2 separate regions of the Mus musculus genome follow, and region 2 is linked to region 1. A link is a contact called in public HiChIP or PLAC-seq data. All regions are on one chromosome and are shown on one strand. The core of a region is the stretch at or near the end of the contact, and the rest is flanking DNA. Distances in the headings are between cores, read along the strand shown. Region 1 overlaps Gm29630 (a long non-coding RNA gene). Region 2 holds the start of Nuak2 (NUAK family, SNF1-like kinase, 2).

The links. HiChIP or PLAC-seq counts read pairs in DNA pulled down with a chosen protein or histone mark.
Region 2: a contact with region 1 is called in an H3K27ac HiChIP or PLAC-seq map of embryonic stem cells, with 11 read pairs. The contact joins the promoter of Nuak2 here to the enhancer-like site in region 1. A contact is called at or near these places in 3 of 39 promoter capture datasets (embryonic stem cells, macrophages and trophoblast stem cells), 1 of 15 datasets of contacts at CTCF or cohesin (the NIH/3T3 cell line), 1 of 484 Hi-C or Micro-C datasets (embryonic stem cells), 3 of 115 datasets of contacts at active chromatin or transcription factors (bone marrow-derived macrophages and embryonic stem cells) and 3 of 9 other capture datasets (adipose tissue, liver and pancreatic islet).

What each region holds. Positions count from the first base shown.
Region 1 is chr1:132,261,586-132,268,882 of GRCm38.p6, forward strand. Gm29630 (a long non-coding RNA gene) reads right to left here. Exons shown (of 4, transcript XR_387388.2): 4 at 7,016-7,081. Among named protein-coding and RNA genes, the nearest start is that of Gm29630, 13 kb to the right of the region's middle. Within about 2 kb of position 3,151, at least 76 of the 459 cell types and tissues checked have an H3K27ac peak or open chromatin away from gene starts, as enhancers often do. A contact at or near this core is called in the NIH/3T3 cell line, embryonic stem cells and trophoblast stem cells, where this site is marked.
Region 2 is chr1:132,313,448-132,320,744 of GRCm38.p6, forward strand. It overlaps Nuak2 (NUAK family, SNF1-like kinase, 2), which reads left to right and starts at 2,678. Exons shown (of 7, transcript NM_028778.4): 1 at 2,678-3,025. The coding sequence starts at 2,783.

The DNA.
Region 1 (7,297 bases), core at 1,901-4,400:
TGGGAGGCAGAGGCAGGCGGATTTCTGAGTTCGAGGCCAGCCTGGTCTACAAAGTGAGTTCCAGGACATCCAGGGCTTTACAGAGAAGCCCTGTCTCGAAAAACAAAAAAACAAAAAAAACCAAACAAACAATAAAAAAAAGAGAGAACAGTAATTTTAACAATTTTCCAGCAATCCTTTATCTAGTGCCCTGGAGACATATCTCTTTGTGACTAAGAAAATCTGAGGGCCTGGAGAGATAGTTCAGTGGTTAAGAGAACTTAACGGCTCTTCCAGAGATTCAGTTTTCAATACCCCACACCCAACATGGTAGCTAATCTGTAACTCCAGTCCTAAGGAGATCCAATACCATCTTATTGTCCTGTGGGCACTGTACATACATGGCACATAGACATTCATGCAAACAACACACGTGAGTAAATCTCAAAAGAATCATTTGAAAATAGCTACATTATTGGAAATCTTGAGAGACGTTGGATCTCACTGAGCTGCATCCACTATTCTATGTCATAGACCTTTTGAGACTCTGAAAGAAGCCTCAGTTTCAAGAGCAAACCAGCTACTCTTCCAGAGGACTCGGGGTTGACTTCCAGCACCCACACGGTGGCTCACAATTGGCTGCAACTCCAGTTTCAGATATGATGCCTTTCTCTGGTCTCCATGGGCACCTCATGCATATGGTACACAAATATACATGCAGGCAAAACACTCTACACAATTAAAAAAAACATTTAAAAAGAAGAGAAAGCCAGGCATGGTGGTGCACACCTTTAATCCCAGCACTAGAAAGTCAGAGGTAGGAGGATCTCTAAGTTTAAAGCCAGTTTGGTCTACAGAGTGAGTTCCACAACAGCCAGGGTTACAGAGAGACCCTGTCTTGGACAAAGAAGAAGAAGAGAAGGAGGAGGAAAAGGAGGGACAGGAGAGGAGGAAGAAGAGAGGAGGAGGAAGAAGAGGAGAAAGGCTGACCCACATTGTCCTGATACCTTACTACTGCTGCAACAAGTTCTGCTCAGGCTACGAGACCAGCATGTAATTAAGACAGGACAACAAGGGTTCCCTGCTGCCCCTGGCTCTGTGTTGTATGTTTAATCTTGAGCATCAAGGGAGATTGGGGAAAGAGCTTTTGGCTTTAACAGCCTCTATATTACACCAACAAGGGAGAAGAACACCGGACAAGAAATAAAAAGAATCCACATAACACCTATGCATACTCAGTGAAGGAAACACCCCTAAGAAGCTGTGTGTGTGTGTGTGTGCATGTGTTCATGTGCGTGTGCGTGTGCACAACTGGTACTTAAAGGTCAGAAGCCTGAAATCAGTTGAAGGGAAGTACACCCAACTTAGTTTCATGACCTGTCACTGTGTCAATGGGCTGTGTCAATGACCAGCAGCAGCTCAGCTCAGCTTAGCTCAGCTCAACCTGCTCACTGTTGTTTTGAGATAATATCACACACTGATGGCCAGCTATCCTGAGGGTTCAAAAAAAAAAAAATCAGGTTCAGTCATTTGCCTAAATGCAAAATAATTAGTACACATAGTGTTGTGCCAGGAAAATATTAGTAAGCCAATCTGATGCAACTCACAGCAGGGTCTTTATTCTATTCGAGCTAGCTTGCTCCCCCAACCTCCAATGCACCACCATCACACAGGATGGTTTTGGTGGTGGGAGAGCCCCGAATGTCTATCAGGGCAAGGCTTTATAGTGAGCAGCAAGCAGGGAATACTTGTGCAAACATCTAATTGGAAAGCTCCTGTGGCCTTTAACATAATTGGCTGGTGCTGGGAGTCCTAACATAAACTTAACTTCTGCTCCCCTCTTCATTGGTGGTCATTAGGCAAGGGGTGGGCTTGTAACCTGGGGTGCAGGTTTGTTGGGGGGATAACCAAGAGACACTGGTCTTGTTGGGGATTAGCCTAGAGACTGGAGCTAGGCTCAGGTTTTGTTGGGGGGGGGGGGCGGCAACTTGGAAACTAGTGCTGGATACCAGCCTGTTAGTCTACCTGAGTTCAAACTTAGGTCAGGTTCTCTAAAATGGAGTCTGAATTTAAAAGCTTTGGCATCTCAATAGCAAGTTGCAAGGCAGTCATGGCTCCAGAGTGAGACCCTTATTTGAATAATAATAATAAAAAGCCAAATGAGAAGAATTGGTGAAGGGATTCGAATCACATGAGACAGACCCAGGACAAAAGGCCTCAGTCAGAGTGGGGTCTAGCTGATTATTATCAGAGTTAGTCAAGTGGGCCTTGGTGAAAGAAGGCAGTGGTAGATTCCATTCCAGTCACAGATGTTTCTCAGCCCTGTTGTTCCTGGAGGTGACTGCAGAACAGAAATACCCAGAGCGAAGAAGACAGCTGCAAAATGGCGACAGGGATACCGTTCCTTTCCAATAATAGGTCAACAGCAGGCCCAAGGGAGGAGTTGGCAAAGAACGGCCTGCAAATCCCTGCTTCTGAGCCAGATTGGTCAGAGCACAGGATGTATGGTATCTCCAGACCTCAGGAGAGGTCATATTTGGACGGAGCCCTCACCTGAGGGGTCTTTCCCTCTCTTCAGGAGGCAGTGTCAGAACTGAACTAGGGGACAATCAGCTGGTGTCTGCTGGGGAGTGTGGCATCAGAATTGCTCAGTATGTGAGGAGGAAACTCATTTATCAGGTGTCAGAAGAGGCACGGTTTGTGACAGTAGAAAAAGACACCTTGGGTTTTCCCATCTTCAATAGACGCTGAGAGGACTCGGGCTAGAGGGAGGTGGGGGATAAGTTTCTCAGGAGCGGAGTATGGTGAGACTGCTTCCCAAGGAGAGAACCTGTCTGTGCAGGACACCCAGAGATACAAATTCAACAACTAATTTGCAATCCTGTGCTCTTGTGATAAAGTGGCAAACAATACCAACAGCAGACACAGCTCCTGCTCTTTTTTTCCCCCCTTGGTTTTTGTTTTTTTTGAGACAGGGTTTCTCTGTATAGCTCTGGCTGTCCTGGAACTCACTTTGTAGACCAGGCTGGCCTCAAACTCAGAAATCCGCCTGCCTTTGCCTCCCAAGTGCTGGGATTAAAGGCATGCGCCACCACCCCCGGCTCACAGCTCCTGCTCTTAAGGAACACAGCCCGGTGCTGGGATGGAGAGGTCAAGAGTCAGTTACAGATGCTGAGTCATGTCCTTTGAAGATGGCACAGGCTGTCTGGAGATAGTTACCACAGACACTGGGTGTGGGAACTTCTTGAAAATGACGTCATGGTTAAGGCAAAGGATGAGTAAGAGTCGGTTCAAAGAATGGGGAGACCATGGGTGAGGTTATAAGAGAACTCAGCCTGGTGCAGCATTGCTATAGCCCTACCAGTGACACAATGGCGACTGAAGGATCAGAGGGTAGAGTGACAGAGTCCTAAGCAATATGGCTATCAGGAAAGATTCTGCTCTAGGAGTCTTAAAGGTCATTGTGGTCTACATCAGGGTAAATTGGAACTTGCCAAGGCATTAAAAAAAAACTTTCTAGAATCAACTGTACCAGGTAACACTCAGCAAGGCTCTGAGAACCCAAGAGCAGAGGCAGGAGGATTGCAGTGAACCCAAGGACATCCGGGGTTATGGTGCCTGTCTCTCTCGGGTTGTCTTCCTGTTAGTTTCTACTGCCACCCATGTAGCTTGAGAAAGGAGGCTTCTAAAAAGGGGCAATCCCAGGAGCTGTAGCTGAAAGTCTGAGGGATTTGGGGAGCACGAGTCAGTTCTTAGAGTGTGGGGCTCTGACAGTTGCCAGGATCCAGGAGCTGCCCATTCAGCGTGTGTGAGAGGCAGCACTGTATGCAGAGAGGCCTCAAGGGATCCTACCCAGTGGCTGTGACGACTGCTGAACAGGCGGTAGTCAGATCCGGGGGATCCCAGAGCCAGCAGCAGCATTGTGGCAACTGAGTAGTATGTACAGGGAGGTGGACAGTGCATCCCTGTAACTCCTCAGCAGAGGGAACGCTAAGAATGGCTCTGTCTTGGATATTTACAAGGTGCCCATGTCTTTTACAGCCCTCCTTTTCAGGCTCTGTGTGATGGTTTGCATATGCTTGGCCCAGGGAGCAGCACTATTAGGAGGTGTGGCCTTGTGGAGTAGGTGTGGCCTTGTTGGAGTAGGTGTTGAAAGGAAATAAAACTCGAGACCTGTGATTTATGTAATGTATGTCAAATAGCCCAAAGAGTTGTTTGTGAGCTTTGAAACCTGGGGCTGAGAACATAGCAGAACAGACCAGGACATGCCCGGGCAAGCCCATCACCTCCCTATCTCCCACCCCTCTGACCTAAGTTAAATGTTACAGGCTCCTGATGTTTAAATGGACCAATCATGTGAAACCGCGCCAATTCCTCCCCCAGCCCCACTCCTTTTCTATAAAAACCCCTAGCTTCCAAGCCTCGTGGTCGAATCCACTGTCTCCCGTGTTAGATACATTTCCACCCGGAGCTCCGCCATTAAAATACCTCGTGTTGTTACATCAAGGTGTTGTGTTCTATTCGTGATTCTTGGGTGCAAGCCGAATCGGGAGCTGAGTGGGGGTTTCACCACTAGGTTCTTTCAGTGTGACCTTGTTAGAGTAGGTGTGTCACATTGGACATGGGCTTTAAGACCCTTGTCCTAGCTGCTTGGAAGCAAGTCTTCTCCTAGCTGCCTTTAGAACAAGAGGTGGAACTCTCAGCTTGTCCAGCCCCGTGTCTGCCTGGACACTGCCATGTTCTCACCTATCAGTCCATGATAATGGACTGAACTTCCGAACCTGTAAGCCAGCCCCAATTAAATATTTCCTTTATAAGAGTTGCCTTGGTCATGTTGTCTGTTCACAACAGTAAAACCCTAACTAAGACACTCTTTTTTTCCCTATTGATTGGACAAAATATGCAGGTATAGAGCATACTGATACCCTAGAATCTAGTTCTTCATCCCAGATGCCACCAGGCTAATGCAGAGAAGACCACTTTCTCCACTGCTGTCCTGTCTCCATGCTATAACAATACAAGCTACACTTGTGGAAGTTGTTCACTTGTTTGATCTTTTGAAAGGAAGAGAAAGTTCAAATAGGGAGGTGGGGTGGGGGAGAACCATACACTAGATGCTGAATAGGTCATGCCTAGAATTCTAGGCAGAGGAAAAGTCTAACCTCGGTCAAAAGGGTCCCCTCCCAGATGCATAGCTGCCACCAGCCTCACTTTCCTGTCATGGGGGATCTTCTGGAGGACACTACTTTCAGAGTGACTCTTTAAAGTCACGCCCTTCTGAGGACAGTGTCTCAGACTCCTGGTGCAGCCCTATAAGAAAGAGGCATTTGCCTCATCTCAAACAACACAGCACACAGAGCTTCCTCCTGCTTCTCAGCTGGGCAGTGTGTGTTTCTAACTATGTTCCCCACCCCGCTGCATGCCTGGAGTCCAGTTGCACAACAAACAGGACTTAAGTGCCTCTTGATTCCAGAGAGTCACCAACCCTGCCTTCTCACCTTTCAGCTACGCAATGACCCTGAAGAAGCCTCGGCATTGAGATCTTGAACTTTGGCCAAATAAAATACCAAGGCAAGGCTTCTCCCTGGCTGTTCCGTATGGAGAAGTCTGTTTTCTTAAAAACAAAACAAAGTGAAAAACAAACAAACAAACGGAATGTGCTTTCATTTTAATCCCAGGTGCAGGGACTGCTCAGAGCAGCTGACTAAGGCTTGCCTTGTGATTTTTGCCAGCTGTAGATAGTTTCTGCAATTGTGTGATGTTTGGAATTCTGGGAACTTTTCAGAGGGTATGTAAGTGCTAGTCCTCCCCCCACCCCCACCTGCACCCTCATCCCCCACCCTCTGCCCTCCCGAGGTGGAGTTGGTGATTGGTGATTGGTGGTTTTTTGTCAGTGGTTGCTGGTTGGTCATGGTTTGTTAAGTAGTCATGCAGAAAGAAGAAACAACAAGAAATTAGATATCCCGATAGCAGGAAGTAGTCTTATGATAACATTGCCCCCTTTCTCCTCTGTCCTTGTTTCTCTCCTATCTAGTGTCAAGGGACTGAAAGGTGGAAAGTGGCGGAGAAGGGTGGAAGAAACAAGCACCTACAAAGTAGCAAAAGGCAGCTACAATGTTCTCAGTAATAGGGAAAAATCAGCACTCCGGTTTCTTCTCTCCTTACTCAGCAAACTCCTAAGTATGAAGGGCTTTTATTTTTATTTTTCCAGTTTTGACTGCCCCACTGTGTCCTTGCAAACCTGGCTCCTTGGGTGGAAAACTCTCTCAATAGTTACTCATCTCTTTTCAAGCCTGGCTCTGCATTCACTCTGGAAAGCACCTGCTTACTTCTGAGCACGTCCCAACGCAAACAGACATTTGAAGCCTCAAGACTATGACCCAGATCTTGCCTCTTATTTGTTCCTTTGAAGAGAAGTCCCTAAAATGAACAAAAGGCTTGCAAGACATTCTGGTGGCCTCCATCCTGCAGCCTTAGCTTGGGACAGGCTGTCATCCCCAGGGCCTTGGTTGTGTTCATGTCTGTAAAGGTCACTGCTTCTGCCTATCTCAGGGCCACAACTGCCACTCAGTGATTTCCAGGATTGGTAACAGGTGCAGGGTATACTGGCTGAAGTAGCAGAATCCAGTTCATTGCACGTCACACGGGAACCCTGGGCTGTGTTCTCTATATAGAGCAGGAGGCCTGTTCTACAGTGGGCTGTACTGTTTACATCTTTATTCAGCCAGTGTGCATGCAGGATGCCAGATGGAAGAAATTCTTAAAGGCTCTATTTTTGTTGTTTTCTTTTGACATTCACAGAAATGCTGTGCTACCAACTTTTTAAAATAATTGGTTAAGGACCGCGTTATTTTTGTTGCCAGTCATAAATAGAGAGGTGCCAGACCACATTGTCCAGATCTATAGAGGTTGCTGGTGAGCCTCGAAATTAAGAAGGGTTATTTGTGTTTGCAGTGCTGTTTTATTTTAATCTTCCTCTTCTTCCAACCCTGCCACCCCCACAGCCCCCTGAGGGGAATTCTTGTGGAGCGGCTGGGGATGAGGTTCGGTGGCAGCAGAGTGTTGCCGAGCATGTGCGAGGCCCCAGCTTCCATCCCTGCAACTATAAGAAAAGAAAATACAACTAAAAAAGGAAAGCCTTGTTGATTCGAGGAACTGAGGTAAAATTAAACTTTATCCTTTTCTGAAGCCAGAACTTTCCCCAAGACTAAAATAGGCAAGTGCTGGGGTGGGGTAAAGTGCTTCCTGTGCAAGCCTAGGGGGCCTGAATTCCAACTCCCAGCATCCACACAGAAAGCTGGGTGGGGCCGGGCACACC
Region 2 (7,297 bases), core at 1,428-3,927, 51 kb after region 1:
AGCTTATTTTGTTTTTATCTTCTTTATTTATCTTATTTCTCTTGTTAGGCAGAAAAATTCTCGAGAGTGGGGAACTAATTAGTAGTCATCCCCCTTAGATGTGCCTGATACCTGCCTTACCCATTCCCATCCCATTTCCCCCACTGCACATAATACTTGTCACAGCACATTCAGACTATGGAGTTCAGGAGTTCAGGAATGGATACTTATTCCCGGTGACTGCACAGAAGGCTCATTTTCCACAAGAGTCTTTAAATCCTTGGTTCCCAACCTGTGGGTCATGACCTCTTTAGAATTGCAGGGCCTTTTCTCAGAAGTCACATATCAGAGAGCCCCCGTATCAGATATTTACATTACAATTCATAACAGTAGCAAAATTGCAGTTATGAAGTAGCAACAAAGATAATTTTATGGTTGGGAGGTCACGACAATACAAGGAATTGCATTAAAGGGTCAAGGGATTAGGAAGGTTGAGAATCATTGGGCTAAGTAGTTGGTGACTGGGTGCAAGGGTTAGAAGAAGTGCTTCCTCCTAAGACTAGAGCGTGAGGCAGACAAACTGAATGAGGGTGACTCAGCTCAGCTTAAACGTCCTAACAAATCCTCCAAAGAGCTAAGCCCAATCTTTAAGTCACTGAGCCACATCCCAGGTCCTCCCTACACAGAATGAAAGTTAGTTCTGGCACTTGGTTGTTCTAATCAGTAGTTCTGTAAACAATTGTTGTTAATTTATTTCATATGTACAGCCTTATGCCAGTATGCATTTCTGTGCAGAAGATACATGCTTGATGTCGTTGGAGATCAGAAGAGGGGGCCAGAACCCCTGGTACTGGAGTTATGGCTCTTTGTGGGTCATCTTGTGGGTGCCGGGGATGAAATCCTGGTCCTTTGGAAGATCAGTCAGTGCCCTTACCTGCTGAGCCATCTCTCAGTTCTCTCCATGGTTCTGATGGCTCACTCCTCTGCCTGCAGGTCTGTTTGTTTGCCTCCTGTGTCCATCCATCCATCTGGTCTGTATGAATCCACTGTGCACCTTTATCTGTTCAGCAGTGCCCTGGGTATTGGGGGTGTTTAGGAATAGTGATAAATGTCTAGATTGAGTCTTAAAGGAAACCTTGGGCTCCTCTGAAAAAAAGTCTTCATCTTATGAGGAAATGTTGATACAGCTAGCTAACAGACATGGGTCTTCTAGTAAGCTTTAAAAGCCCTATCTTTAGAAAGCAACCCCAAACTATCCTCCTCTCATCTTGGCTAGGGGCTCCCTCCTCTTTTCATGTCAGTCAGGTCTAGAACCCAGGTCTCCCATCCCTGAGCCTGCTCCTCTGACACATGCTTTTCATTGTCCTACTCTGCCTGGACAGACCCCAGGAACTGACAGACAGGGCGCACAGAGAGCAGACTGGTTGAGCCTTTTCTATTTTCACAGACTACTCAGAGTGGAGAGGCAAGCTGGCAGAAGATAGGGCACTAAACTAGCTATACAGTTTCCATGGACCGTCCGAACTTAGAGAAGGCTGATTCCCGGTGGATGGTCTCTGGCTACAGAGAGCTCCAAGACAAGGAGATACCAGTTATTCCCTCTGAAAAGATTCAAAGGGCAAACAGAAGTAGGAAAATGGGCAGAGAGTAGTTTTTTTTTTAATTTGATAATTGAGGACGTAGTCCTCTTTGATCCTCTGCCAAGTCCTAAAGATACAGCTAGAGATGAGGTCCTGCAGATGAGGGAGGGATGCCTGCCCGGAATAGCTAGAATTAGGGAAGTCCTCTTGTCCTGTACTCTTTCCCTATAGGCCAGTATCTGAATTCCAGGCTTTCTTGCCAGCTGTGTGGCAGAAGTAAACTCACTTTCTACATCGGAAAGGGGGGTCTGGACATAGCCTTCCAGGCCCCTTAAATGCAGCCAAATCTTATGCCCAACCTCCTGCTCTTTTGAAAAAAAAAAAAAATCCACTGGGAGGAAACCCTGGGACCAAGACACTCCTTACAGATTTAGGAGCTCGTGGATGTAAGTCCTTGGAATGTGATGTGCTTTTTTCACAATTTATGGAGATCCACAAGGCCACCACATCTTGAGGGAATCCACGCAACCCTACAAAGTAAGGATTTCCCAGGCCTGTTGGATTCCAGAATCCAATTAAGGTTGGTGGAATCCAAGCAGAGTGAACATGGAGTCAGGACAGCTCTCTACCAGTGCTTAGCTGGCGTCAGTCTCCAACCCATTCCATCTCCCTATTCACTTTCTCCTTTATGGACCTCAAGAAGTTATCAAAAGGCTTTTCAGATTTTGAGCTTGGAAGAAACAATTTACTGCATGTGGAGAAATACTTCGGGACTTTCTAGTGCCCTTAGATTGTCCCTTGCCAACCGAGAACACAGCACAATAGCACAAGGTTGGCGTCATTCAGAGACTAAAGCAATTCAGAGAGCCTTCAATCCTAAAGACTGGCACTTCGGTATTAATTCGGCTCTGCCTCCATTCTCGCATTCCTGGGCCTCGGGTCCAAGTGGGCGGGGCCCCATTCACACCTTTCCGCGCCTAGCCAAGGGGAGGAACGGGGCAGGAGAGGGTGAACCAATGCGAGAGGTTTTGGTCACGAGCCGCCGGCAAGTCGGCCAATGGGACGCAGGGGCGTGGTCAGGACATTCCCCCTCGAAACGTTTTATAGCAATTCGGAACGCGGGGCTTTCTAGCGTGCTCGGGTGCGGCTGTGACCTCTGAGCCCGCGGCTCAGCGCGCGCTGCTACTGCTGCCCGACCCACTCCACCTCGCGGTCCCCGCACCATGGAGTCGGTGGCCTTACTCCAGCGCCCGAGCCAGGCTCCCTCGGCCTCCGCCCTGGCCTCGGAGAGCGCCCGGCCGCTGGCGGACGGGCTCATCAAGTCGCCTAAACCTCTGATGAAGAAGCAGGCGGTGAAGCGGCACCATCACAAACACAACCTGCGGCACCGCTACGAGTTCCTGGAGACGCTGGGCAAGGGCACCTACGGGAAGGTGAAGAAGGCACGAGAGAGCTCGGGGCGTCTGGTGAGTGTCCCTCGCGGCTCCCGGCTCTCGGGAGCTCACAGCGCGTCCCTTGCGGTGTCCTCGGCTGCGTTGCCAGGCGCGCGCATTTTAGATGTGTCTGTCCGTGGTTTTCAGGACAGTGCTCATCTGTCCTGAACCTTAGCTTCACTAGATGCCTGTAGTTTGAGAAGACGGAGCTTAACTTGAATTTTGACGGGAACAAACGTCAACAGAGTAGAATGGAAGGAGGAAGTTGAAAGCACCAGTTCTTAGTAGATGGATGAGGTGTGGAGATCTTTAACTCTGACTTGACACTTTGGGGCCTTTCCAGCCGAAATGAAGCTAAGTTTGGTTGGGATAGGTTTTTATTCTGGGAAATGTAAAAGCAGGCCCAAATGTCAGGTCCACTCCCAGCACTCCAGCCACATCTTTGGATGTGAGGCCTTTGGGGAACTTGCCCTTTTGATTTACGCATGTGTAATCGTAATAATAATCCGTAACTCTGAGCAAGTTCCTCCATCTCTGTTTTCTGTTTCCCCTTCTGCAAAAATAGAGAGAACACAGCCTGTCTCACAAGCTGCTTGGAAAAAATAAGATATAAATGTGAATGCACTTGAGCCCTGATCACAGATCCTGTGTTGAGAATGAATACTCCTATCTGGAAACCTCCCCTTGGAAGGACAGCAAATTTACCAAAAGTTACACAACAATGTTTCTTCCACTCTAGTTCAGTGGGCCTGAGTATTAGCTGGCTACTTGTTTAAAATGTGCAGTCTCTCATTTTCCACCAAGGGAACTATTTTATAAAAGGTCTATAATTCACATTTTCGCAAGGCTCAGAGCAGGTGGTTTAGGGAGAACATTTGGCAGGTCCAGTGGATGCTGTTTGTAAGGGGGTGTGTATGTACAGCCATCATTTGCCCTATTGACTATGGGAATGGTCCCCTCCCCTAATTGTTTGCTTTTGCAGCCAGTAGCTGGTTTGAAATTCAAGAAGTCATTTCATTGGTGAAGGAGAGTGGATGTTGGAGAAAGGAGTGGATTATAACCCCATCAATAGGAGCAAGTATGTTTTTCCTGCTAAGGCCTGGCACAGTCCCCAGTTGCCCGCTGCCAGGTTACAGTTATTGGGCAATCGTGTACTTCCGGGCTTTCTTTTCTTTCTCTTTCTATAAAGTGCCAGGGCCTCAGAGGCTTAAGCCTTGAGACTTCAGGGCCCAGGCTTTGTCTGGGGGCTTAGCTAGGAAATAGTGGCTAATAGTGGCTTGTGTGCTATGTCGCTTGTTGTAGGAAGAGTGGATTGAGGGAGCTAGAGTGTCTGAGAAACTGAGATCAAAGTTCAGAGTTCACATCAGCTCTTGATTGACACACACACAGAGAAAGAGAGACAGAGAAAGACAGAGAGAGAGAGACAGAGAGAGATCACATTTGATTTTGAAGTGAAGTAAATCAATGACTCTTGCATCAGAACAGAGAAAATCAAAAGGAGCTCTCAGGTTCCCATGTCTTGCTGCATGCAAGGAGCCAAGATCAGCAAATGTGGAGATCCTGCTCTGAAACTCCCCAGCAGGACCACCCAGGATTGCTGTTAAGAGTTTGCTTAGCCCCCCCCCCCCCCTTTCTTGGAAAGCAGCTCTCCGCTGTGCTAATGATTTCTCAATCCTGGAGCAGTGCCCTCATCTCCACCCACCCACCCCTACATCTTAACTGCTTTCCCTAAAGAGACCTATACTTCTGATACTTCAGTGGGGGAGAAGGACATGGCGCTGCTTAGGCCTTGCCCTGAGGAGCTGGGGCTGTTGGTGGTTCCCAGGAAAGCCTCCTGCTGCCAGGAATTTCTCACCACATTTGCAGCTTGCTTCCCATTCTCCTTATAGAGATAGTTAAGCAGGGTCCCATGGGATTATCTGAAGGGAGGGACAGGTGTGTGTGTGGGGGGGGGGGGGGACACACGGACTAATGGCTGCTCCAGGAGGGCATCAGAGGAAAAACAAATATTTGCTCTGGATCTCAGACACATTCCTGGTATCGAAATGACATTTCCTCCTGTGAGTCTCCTAGCTCCCCTGACCAACCCCTAAAGAGAAAAACACATGCCCGGGTCTCACCGAAGCCATTGGTCTGATCTGCATGGATGACTCAGTCACCACTAAGGGGGCCAGAAGGGCACCCATGTGGGTAGTTCTGTGGGGTCACATTGCTTCTGTTCCTTTTACATTTCCAATTGCTCAGTGGGCTACAGAAGATTGAGAAACGACGGAGACAAGCTGCTTCCTTCATTGGCAGATGAGGGAACTGAGGCCCAGAGAGGGGAAGTGACTTGTCTTCTGGCTGGGCAATGGCAGACCTGCAGCAAAACCTCCAGACTTGTCCACCATAAGCTTTGGATGACCAAGTGCTGAGTCTTGGTCTGGAAGTTAATTTTGAGATGAGCCCGGGCTTGCCTCTGAGTGCTTTGTCATCCCATCGGCTAGCTCCAGCTGCCCTCCCAGCACTGCAGGCAATGTTTAGAGTGGGAGACGGCACTGGGAACCCCCATTCTTTGCTGAAGGATCCTGGGTGCAGGAACGATACTATATTCCTGCAAAGTGTCCAATTGTGCTTCCTATTGCTTGCCGGATGCGTTACCTCTCTAGAGTCCCCTCTGTGTAAAATGCAGATTATAATGTAGTGGGTTTCCCTAGGATTAAATAAAATAATATCTGTAAAATCCTAGCAGTGTCTCAGACACATGTGGCTTATTGTCCCAGTAAGGGTGACTTTGACCTAGGGAACTCTCTTACCCTGGTCCTCTCCTGCCTCAATAAGAAGCATGGACTGGGCTCAGTCTTCTTGAGTTGAATCACTATGGTCTCTGCTTTGTTCAAAGCCCTCATCTCTCATTCAGCCAACTTCAGAGAAGGACTCCGGTTGGCCAGCCGCCAAAGGCTTGTTGGGCAAGATGCTGCCCTCCCAGCTCCTCCTGCACCTGCCTGCTCAGCAGCAGGGAGGGAGGCTGCAGGCGACTCTTGTCCTTGGGCTCCAGCCAAACCACACAAAAGGGCTGGGCAGAGAAGCTCCTTGCTCAGGAACCTGGCAGAGTGGGCTAGGAGGAGGCAGGGAGGAGGTGGCATTCGATGGGACTTGGGGAGATGGCTCAGGTTACCTGCACAGCTTCTTCCTGATTCCCGTCTGGCTCTTGGTAAGGTGGTACATCCCCGCTGCTCAGCCAGGACTGCCTAACCTAACCTCTCCTGCACTATCTAAGTGGGTCATCATCCAGCACCTTGCCTGCTTCCCATGAAAGGGCACAAACGAGTCAAGGATCTTGGCTGTGACCAGAGGTGCCCAACTTGGGCCATCTCTCCCAGCAACCAGAACTAGCATCTCTGCCCTCCCCACCCCCTTCCCTTCTTTTTCTTTCTAAAGCTTTCTGATCACTTGAATGCAGATCATTTCTAATCCGAGCTCTGGGAGAGAGGAGTTATTTACCCATGGAGCCTCAGTACCAACTAACTCCTCAGGGTGTTGGCAAAGAGTGGGCATGTTTTAAGTGGAAGGAGTGGCACACACAATGTGGCCCATGGCAAGATACGGGCAGTCCCTTCTCCAGAGATGGGGGGCAGGGCAGAATTGGACACCTCCAAGGAACTTTTGTCTTCTGAGATACTAGCTTCTCCTTCATTGTAGTCCTGTCCTGTGCATGGAGGAACTTTGGTGAAGTGAGTTTATCTTTCTTTCTTTCCTTTTTTTTAAGATTTATTTATTATTATATGTAAGTACACTGTAGTTGTCTGCAGACACACCAAAAGAGGGCATCAGATCTCATTATGGATGGTTGTGAGCCACCATGTGGTTGCTGGGATTTGAACTCAGGACCTCTGGAAGAGCAGTCAGTGCTCTTAACCACTGAGCCATCTCTCCAGCCCTGAGTTTATCTTTCTGAAGTGTTCGCTGCTGGTTGGGGAGTTAGCTTTGTTGCCTTTATGAACTCGAAGAGCTTCAAGGACGAGAATGGTTTTAGCAGGTCTGCTCTGGCAGCTAACATGGCCCAGCCTGACGGCCTAGCAACGGTCCTTAGATGGCTCCTTCCTGACATTGCGGTGACCCATTTCTGAAGAAGCTGTACACAGAACGTTGACGCATGGAAGGAAACTTGGAGATCTACCCTGACCTGCCTGGCATGCTCTGATTCACTTCCCTAGCCCACTGTCTTAGCCGAAAACCTCACCCATCCTTCCATATCTGAAACAGTTTTCTCCTGGGCTGGTTCCCTATGCTCTTCCAAGTAAAGAAAGCCACTCCCAATGCTCC